2 separate regions of the Sus scrofa genome follow, and region 1 is linked to region 2. The links are chromatin contacts, called in public Hi-C maps. All regions are on one chromosome and are shown on one strand. Each heading gives the region's core, a stretch centred on a gene start, on an enhancer-like site or on the middle of the called end of the contact. The rest is flanking DNA. Distances are from core to core; before and after follow the strand shown. Region 1 has its middle 55 kb from the start of IFFO2. Region 2 holds the start of ALDH4A1 (aldehyde dehydrogenase 4 family member A1).

Region 1 (4,026 bases), core at 1,427-3,926, 110 kb before region 2:
ATAGAAGACCTCTATTCAGCATTTTCTATTTTTCCAGCTTTATTTATTTATTTATTTATTTATTTATTTATTTATTGTCTTTTGTCCTTTTTTGTTTTTAGGGCCCCATCCGTGGCACATGGAGTTTCCCAGGCAAGGGGTCCAATCGGAGCTGTAGCTGCCGGCCTGCATCACAGCCACAACAGCGTGGGATCCAGGCCGCGTCTGCGATCTACACCACAGCTCACGGCAACGCCAGATCCTTAATCCCCTGAGCGAGGCCAAGGATCGGACCCACAACCTCATGGTTCCTAGCTGGATTCGTTTCTGCTGCACCATGACAGGAATTCCTATTTTTCCAGCTTTATATAATTATACTTACAAATAAAATTAAGATATTGAAGTGTACATTGTGATGATTTAATATAAACACCCACTGTGAAAAGTTTCCCCATCTAGTTAATTAACACATCCATTACTATATATATATATATATATATGTATATATATTATATATATATATATATATATACCCGCATCTAATTTTTTTGGTGAGACCATTTAACTTTTACTCTCTTAGCCAATTGCAAGTCTATAGGGAGTTCCCGCTGGGGCTCAGCAGAAATGAATCTGACTAGGAACCATGAGGTTGTGGGTTTGGTCCCTGGCCCCTCTCTATGGGTTAAGGATCTGGCATTGCTGTGAGCTGTGGTGTAGGCTGGCAGCTGCAGCTCCAATTTGACCCCTAGCCTGGGAACTTCCATATGCTGCAGGTGGAGCCCTTAAAAAAATTTTTTTTTAAATTGTGAGTATATAATATAGTGTTATCAACTGTAGCCATCAGGTTACACATTAGATCCTCAGACCTTTTTCATCTTAGACTGGAATACTTGTGCCCTTTATTAACCTCTATTTTTCTCACCTCCCAGCCCCGGGCAACCACTTTTCTCTTCTCTGTTTCTATGAGTTGGAGGGTTACTTGTTGTTATGGGCTTTGTGTTTGGTGTCAAATCCAAAAAAAATCTTTCTCAGACCAATGTCAAGGAGCTTACCTCCCCGTGTTTTCTTAGGCAGCATCGTCTTTATAAGATAAATATTGCCGAGATCCAGGCCCTGGATTTTATTCTGCTCTCAAAATGGAAAGACGGGAACCCTTGCCAGTGTGCAGTTTATTCTTTGGCAGTGCCCCCCTCCCCAGGGTCCCCTGCCCCTCTTTAGCCAGCCCTGCTGGCCCCCTGCACGCTGTGTCTGTAGAAGGCCAGTCCTGAGTTTAGCTGGGCTCACATGGGCACTCCATGGAGAAACTGCTCTTCTGGGCATTGGGTTGGCATTTTCTATCCCTAAAACCATGGTAGTGCTGTTTCAAATCATAGAAAAATAGGAGTTCCCATCGTGGCTCAGCATAAGGAATCTGACTAGTACCCATGAGGACTCGGGTTCGATCCTTGGCCTTGCTCTGTGCGTTAAGGATCCAGCGTTGCCCTGAGCTGTGGTGTAGGTCGCAGACGCGGCTCAGATCTGGCGTTGCTATGGCTGTGGTGTAGGCCAGCTGCTGTAGCTCTGGTTCGACCTGTAGCCTGGCAACCTCCACATGCCATGGATATACCCCTCCTCCCCCCCAAAAAAACCCAGAAAAGTAAAATTAAGGAATAGAATATTTTCAGTTGTAAGTTTTTCCATACCCTCTGCCTTTGCTCCACACTATCGTTGAGAAGATGAGAGTGTCAGGGTCTTTTTGTTGTTGTTTGTCTTTTTTTTAGGACCAAACCTGCAGCATATGAAAGTTTCCAGTCTAGGGGTCAAATCAGAGCTACAGTCGCCGGCCTACACCACAGCCACAGCAGTGCAGGATCCGAGCTGCATCTTTGAACTACACCGCAGCTTGCTGCAATGCTGGATCCTTAACCCACAGAGCGAGACCAGGGATTGAACCAGCATCGTCCTGCATACTAGTTGGGTTCTTAAGCCAGTGAGTCACAGCGAGGACCCTGATAGTGTCTGACTTTGCCCCACATGAAGTTCTACCCATTCATAGTTCACAACGGCTCCACAAAGCCCATGGAACTCTTTGGGGAAAATGCTGGCCTTTTGGAATAACCCAGCTGGAAGCTGCCCTTGGGGGCTGTAGGCTCAGTACTGGTTCCCACCCTTTGGTGGCCCCGTTATGTCCATGCTCCCCTCACCCCCGTGCTCCAGGCGCGCTGACCTTCTCCAGTGCTCAGGACGAACCACAGTTCTGCGTCTCTGCAGGGGCTCTGCTCCCAGCTTCTCTCTGCTCCCAGCTTCTCTCTGCCTGGGCGATGCCCGCTCGTATTTTCCATCTCCCACCCCGTTGTCACTGCTTCCATAAAACTCACCTGCACACCCCAGACTGGGTCACCACACGCACATACCCTTTCCCCCAGTTTCCATGGTGCTCGGCATAGCGTTTGCACATATTAATCACTCAATAAATATTTGTTGATTGGATTAGCGAGTGGTGCTATGTGTGTCTTTAGAATCCTTTCAGTAGCTGTGACTTCACTTTGTCAACAGAAGGACCCAGGCCCATGTGACTTCATTGGCCAAGTTCCCGCAGCCAGAAAGGGGCTGGGCTGCCATCAGAAGCCAGGCCTCCGACTCAGCCCAGTGCCCTTTGTCCTGTTCTAGGCGGTCCGCCTCCCTCGAGGTTTGGCGAGTTAAACAGAAGCAGAAATTCACAGGAAATTTACCGCAAGGCAGAGTGTTTACTAGCTGTGACCTCACTGCCGCGGCAGCGAAAGGGCAGAGGAGTGCTGAAAAGAAAATACCTTTCCAATGAATGAGCTGGGCCGGCCAGGCCCCGACTGACTCACGAAGAAGGTTTCACTTTATAAGGACTTCACTGGGGCCCCCCTGGGCGTGCCTTTCACCCTGAGCCCAGGTCGGGGAGGGGGCAGGTCGGGAGAATGCAGGTTGTAGGGCTCCCAGCTTGAAGCCCCGGATCGACCAGCTTGGCTTCCAGGAGCCCTGCCCTCCCTCGCTTGAGTGTGTGTCCTCTGCGGGAGCCTGTCTCCCCAGCCCTGTGGATAAACAGGCCCGTGTTAAGAACACCCACCGGAGTTTCAGTGGGTCTGGCAGCCAACAGCTCCTGGGACATGCAGCCCCTTCCCTGGGGGGCGTCTGGGAGTCCGACTGGAACTCCGGGTCCCAGGTGCTCACAAAACCTCGCTCCATTCATCACAGGTCCTGTCTGTGCTTTTTATCACCCCTCAGCCCTTCTATGTCTTTTGTCCTTGAGGTTACTGAGGGGGCCTGGCCAGTGCCATCCGTAGGATGGTGGAAATTCATGCCAAGAGCAGTTTTCCGAAGCCCCCACCCTCACCAGGTCCATGTGCCATGTTTCTGCAGGTGAGTGACAGCTGCTCTCACCACTCTCTTCACACCTTGGTCCCCAAGGATGGCGTAACCTGGCACCTGCCTGGCACCTCCTCACAGGGCGCACATGTGGTGCCAGTGCCCAATCCCATTTTCCCTCCTCTTCTTCCACATGGCATTTCCTCCTGTGAGACGCCCGTGTAGATCAATGTCTTTGTGCTGCCCGCTTCCCGCCGGCCAATCCTACCTACAGTCCTGAGCTGAGTTTGGATTCCTGGCAGTGAGGACCGTGAGCCTCCCCACCAGCCACTTCCTCGCACCCCACATACTTCCCATGATCACCTGGGAGGTCAGGTTATCACCTACCCATTTTAGAGGTGGAGAAACGGAGGCTCAGAATAGTGAGAAATCTGCCAAAACCTCACAGCTGAGAGGGATGGGAACGGCACGGGGATGGGTCTCTTGGGTCCCCCCTCCTGTCTGTGATGGTCAGCAGGGCAGGATGCCTTCTCTCTGCTGCAGAGATGCACACCCAGGGTCAGACGGAGAAGGACCTGCAGCCAGAGCCTCAGGCATGCGGGAGAGCCATCTCAGGAATTCCAGGCACCTGCCAGCAACGAATGGACATAGTGGGGGGTGACATCATGCATCGGCAGCCTATTGATCACCGAGATAGGCAGCTGTTTGTGCTCCATCAGAATGGGACAATGA
Region 2 (4,462 bases), core at 1,836-4,335:
GGTTGAGAAGCAGCAGAGTGTGGGTGGCGGTGGCTGTTGGTTCAGGGAGCGCACGGCTTCCTTGGGGCCTGGGCTCCTGTGGGTCCCGGGTGGTCAGGCAGCTGGAGCAGGAGTGGAAATGCCATGAGATGCCCATGGCCCAGCCCTGGCTGTGCTTCCCCCAGGCCAACGCCTGGGATATCATCCTTGATAATGCTCCTCCAGAGCCCTGGATGAGGAACTAAGGTGTTGGGGGCTTCCTTATACCCTGTCCCACCTTGGGACACTGAGCTGTGGTTCTAGAAGGGCCTTCAACTAGAGTGGTTAGTCTGGAGGCGGCCAGGGAGGGGTAAAGGCAGAGTCTCTCTGGAAGGGAATTTTCCACACGTGGAAGATTTCGGGCTCAGGGTGAGCTGTGTGTTAGTTTTGGGCAAACCCCTCACTGTTCCCCCCACCAGGCTGTCAAAGAAATGAAGCAAAGGCACGCTCACCCAGACCCCTTCGTGAACATTTTAGCATCTACCTGATTTTTAGTCCCATCTGGGGAGACTTTCTATCCCCATGTCCCATCCCACCCCACTGTGGCTGTTTGTCTGCCAGCTGGGTCTAGCGTCGAGGGGAAGGGGGGTGTTTATACTCATTGAAAGACTACTGATCCTACCGGAAACCAACCTGTTTACTGTACTGTTGTAAATATCATGCCCTTTATATCCTGTATATTGGCTTCTTTTAAATAAAGTGAAATGTCTTGGAATTGATCGTGCTTTTTTTTTTAAATTTTTATTAAGGATGGGAATTCCCTTTGTGGCTCAGTGGTTAATGAACCCAACTAGGATCCATGAAGATGCGGGTTCGGATTCTGCATTGCTATGGCTATGGCATAGGCCAGCAGCTGTAGCTCTGACTGGACCTCTAGCCTGGGACCTTGCATGTGCCGCAGGTGCGGCCCTAAAAAGCAAAATAAATAAATAAGGGTTAAAGTGGCAATGAGGGAGGGACAAGACAGAGGGCCACATAAAAACTGTAAAACAGTAATTAGCCAATTAGTGATCAAATGCAGAAATGTCATATCACCTGTTATAGTTGCACCTCACAACGAAATCTTTGGAAGTAGTTAAAGCAGGAATTATCTTGCGCATCTTACCGAGGAGGACGAGTGAGCCACAGAGATCACAGACTGAATAACTGGCACAGGCTGGTTTGGAATTGAGGTCCTATTAATCACATTGACCCCATTTCTTAAACCTCCTCACAGTGTCCTTGAAAGGCCACCTCCCAGGCCCTGGATTTGACACCATCCAATGTTCTAGTTTCTTCTTGCTAATGCCTGAATTCAGGGAGACATTGGCCTGTGTGATCTGGGCTCCATGACTAGGGTTTTCTTTAAGGGTGAAGAAAAACGGCCACCACCAATCCCGATTTACTTTTACCATTGCTAAGACTTGCACTTGTTGTATAGTTGGTTCTATGAATCTGCAAGTTTCGCATCCTCAGATAGGGAGGGCTGACTGTACTGTGCCCTTTTCTGTAAGTGACTCCAGCAAAGCTGGATTTCCTGGAACCAGTCTCCCACGGACACTGAGGGACGATTGTTCTTTCTTTTTCCCCTTCCCCACTCTAAGTTCCCCAAAGTGCCTGAAAGAGTGTGACTTTCTGAAGAAAGAGGAGTAGCATGAAATAATGAGGGCATCCTAAGGTGGATATTATTACCCCCATTTTATAGACATGGAAACAGGCTCAGTAAGGTTATGTCTTTTGCCAATGACAGGGATAAACTACCATGAGCTTTGGAACTCTAATGACTCCTCAGCGGGTTCTGGGTACACTCTGCTGGAAAACATTTAAACAGATACATTAGAAGAATGCATTAGAAAAACCATAACAGCACTTTAGGAATAGAATGCGCCCTTAAGATTCTGTCCTCAGGAAGACTTCAGAATCCCAGTATTAAATAACGTTCATCACGGAAGTTCCCGTTGTGGCTCAGCGGTAAGGAGCCCGACCAGTATCCATGAGGATGCAGATTGGATCCCTGGCCTCGCTCAGTGGGTTAAGGATCCAGCGTTGCTGTGAGCAGTGGTGCAGGTCGTAGGTGCAGCTCCGATCCCACGTTGCTGTGGCTGTGGGGTAGTAGGCCGGCAGCTGCAGCTCTGATTAGACCCCTAGCCAGGGAACTTCCACATGCCGCGAGTGTAGCCATAAAAAAGACCTAAGTGAATAAATAAATAACGTTCATCAGGCAAACAACTTCTCCAAGAGAAAAATTGAAATTGTGCTCTAGGTTGCAAAAATAAAGGCTTTGAAGGACAGCCTGAGCATAGGATGGCTCGGGTTTTATCTTCTTTTGATCGTAATCTGCAACGAAGCAGGCCGATTTATCTAAGCTTTAGGCCACAGGAAGCTTTTTGGGTGGCCCCGCTACAGGCCCGGAGATGGAGAGAGAGGGCGGCTGGGTGCCAGCCAGGAAGCCAGAACTAGGGACAGCAGGCTCATTCCAGGGGCTGCAGCCTCTGAGTAGAGGCAGGGGGCTGGCTGCAGAGTGGCCTTGCAGGGTCAAGAGTCTATCGTCCACAAATCAAGGGCAGCTAGAGTGGTGGGGCCGGGACTCAAGCAGCACCTGACCCACAGACCCGCGGTCCTTCCGCTCCGCCTCACACGTGCTCCACTCCCGCTTTTTCATTGGCTGTTTCAGCCCCTCTATCCCGGCCTAAGAAGGCTGCAACATGACCACACCTCTGATTGGTCCAGGAGCTCCCATGTGTCACTCTGATTGGTCGGTGGAGCTCACTCCCTCTGGCCCTCGGCCCTTTTGGAGGCCGGCTGGGTCAAACCATAAAGAGGGGAGGGGGAAATATGAACATTTCAAGGATTCTCTTTTGAGTTATTTTGTTCTTTGTCATATAATACTCTTTATAATGCCATGAAAAGAGAATTATTTTGTTAGTAGAAGGTAAATATAGAGATATTTCTGTAGAGCTCTACTTTGAGGACGGCCGGAGTGATAGGTTCTCCCCTATGTTCGAGGTGGTGCGCTCCGGGCGGGGCCGCGCCTTCTCTCAGCTCCGGGGGCGAACGGTCCAGCGAGCAGCCGCGCCTTGAGCTCGAGATGCTGCTGTCGCTGCCCGCGCTCCGCCGTGCCCTGTTGGCTCGCCCCTGGAGGGCGGCCGGGTGAGTGAGCACCGGGCCTGGGGAAAACCCTAGCGGCACCTAATGGCCGAGGGTCCCGGGGTGGGGGTGGGGGGTGGGGTCGCTGGGCGCCTCCCGGTGCGGGACTCCCTCCTTGCCAGACCCTTGCCGGTTTTCCCAGGGGCTCTCCTCCGGCGGGTGACACTTCCTCAGGTGCCGTCCGACCGCTGCCTAGGCCTTCCTCCCACTGCGATCTCCCCGTCTCCCAAAGGCGGTCGCCTTCCTTCATCGAGGGGCATCCCCTTCCTGAGTCTTGCAGCGTGTTGGTGTAGCTCGGTGCTCTTGTGGCTCCCTCGCTTAGAGTTTAGCCTCCAGTCACTCTTCTTTCTCCTGGTATTGGGTCTTCGAAATTTGCACACGGCCGGAGTTTTGTGGCTTCCTCTGAGGGCACCTCTATTTTTAGCACACCCCGCTTCTTAGCTCCGCACCCTCTGTCTTACATTCAGGACCCATCCTCGGGCTTCTTTGGGTCCTTTCTCCGTCTACGAGCATTTCTATTTCTCGCTTTTCTTTTTCTCCTTTTTTTCAAGTCAAGTGTTGGGGAGAAAGAAAAGGAGACCTTTTGGATTTTTTTCCTGATAGGTGGAACAATAATACTTACGGGGTGTGTATAGAATGCCAAACCTGTGCTAGGTCCTTGGGGCATGTGCCTTACTGTGATGGTGAATAAATGCGTTAGTACATGTAAAGTGCAGTGAACAGTACCTGGCACCTAGGCAGTGCCCAGTTACTATTAACCACGATCATTATTATCACTCATGTTTAACCTTCTCCTGGGTAGCTGTTATTCCAAATTACAGATGAAGAAACCCGGGTGTAGTTTCAGAGTGGAGCTGCCCTACAAATCCAGGTTTGCAAATCCCCACGCTGTGGAGTTGGGTTCCTGGACCCTTGCCCACTCAGTGATACCTGTTCTCAGAGCCCCTTTCTGCCCTTGGTCTTGAGGAGGGTATGGGTAGAGCACAGATCCTGCCCCAGAGAGGCCCATAGACTGGTGAGGCTGCATGCACCCTTTTGGACCCGAGTTTCTGCTGGTCTCTGTTTCAGAGCTGGGCAGCTCCTGCCCCCAGTTTGCGTTTTGTTTGCCCGACCCCTAGGACTGTGGCCAGCCCTGTCTCTCCTGCTGGCTCAGCCATGCCCGTTCGGAGTTAATCAGTGTCCCAAGGGATAGTGCTGTGGTGCCCTGGGCATGGATGAGTTTCAGCAGGGCAGCGTATTCTCTGGGAGTGGGGAGAGGTGGAAGACAGGGTAGAGAAGGGGACATGGAAGAGAAGGGCCCTTCCAAACCAAGACCAGG

What was found. A called contact is a pair of places that touch in the nucleus more often than the background predicts.
Region 1: a contact with region 2 is called in a Hi-C map of liver, with 2.2 times the contacts expected there. The contact joins the enhancer-like site here to the promoter of ALDH4A1 in region 2. A contact is called at or near these places in 7 of 47 Hi-C or Micro-C datasets (embryonic fibroblasts, liver, retroperitoneal adipose tissue and 2 more) and 2 of 2 datasets of contacts at active chromatin or transcription factors (alveolar macrophages and skeletal muscle).

The regions. Positions count from the first base shown.
Region 1 is chr6:77,510,876-77,514,901 of Sscrofa11.1, reverse strand. No RefSeq gene overlaps it. Among named protein-coding and RNA genes, the nearest start is that of IFFO2, 55 kb to the right of the region's middle. Within about 2 kb of position 2,676, at least 50 of the 83 cell types and tissues checked have an H3K27ac peak or open chromatin away from gene starts, as enhancers often do. A contact at or near this core is called in alveolar macrophages, embryonic fibroblasts, liver and 3 more, where this site is marked.
Region 2 is chr6:77,402,638-77,407,099 of Sscrofa11.1, reverse strand. ALDH4A1 (aldehyde dehydrogenase 4 family member A1) reads left to right here and starts at 3,085. Exons shown (of 16, transcript NM_001252213.1): 1 at 3,085-3,147. The coding sequence starts at 3,086. It overlaps IFFO2 (intermediate filament family orphan 2), which reads left to right. Exons shown (of 8, transcript XM_021095463.1): 8 at 1-733.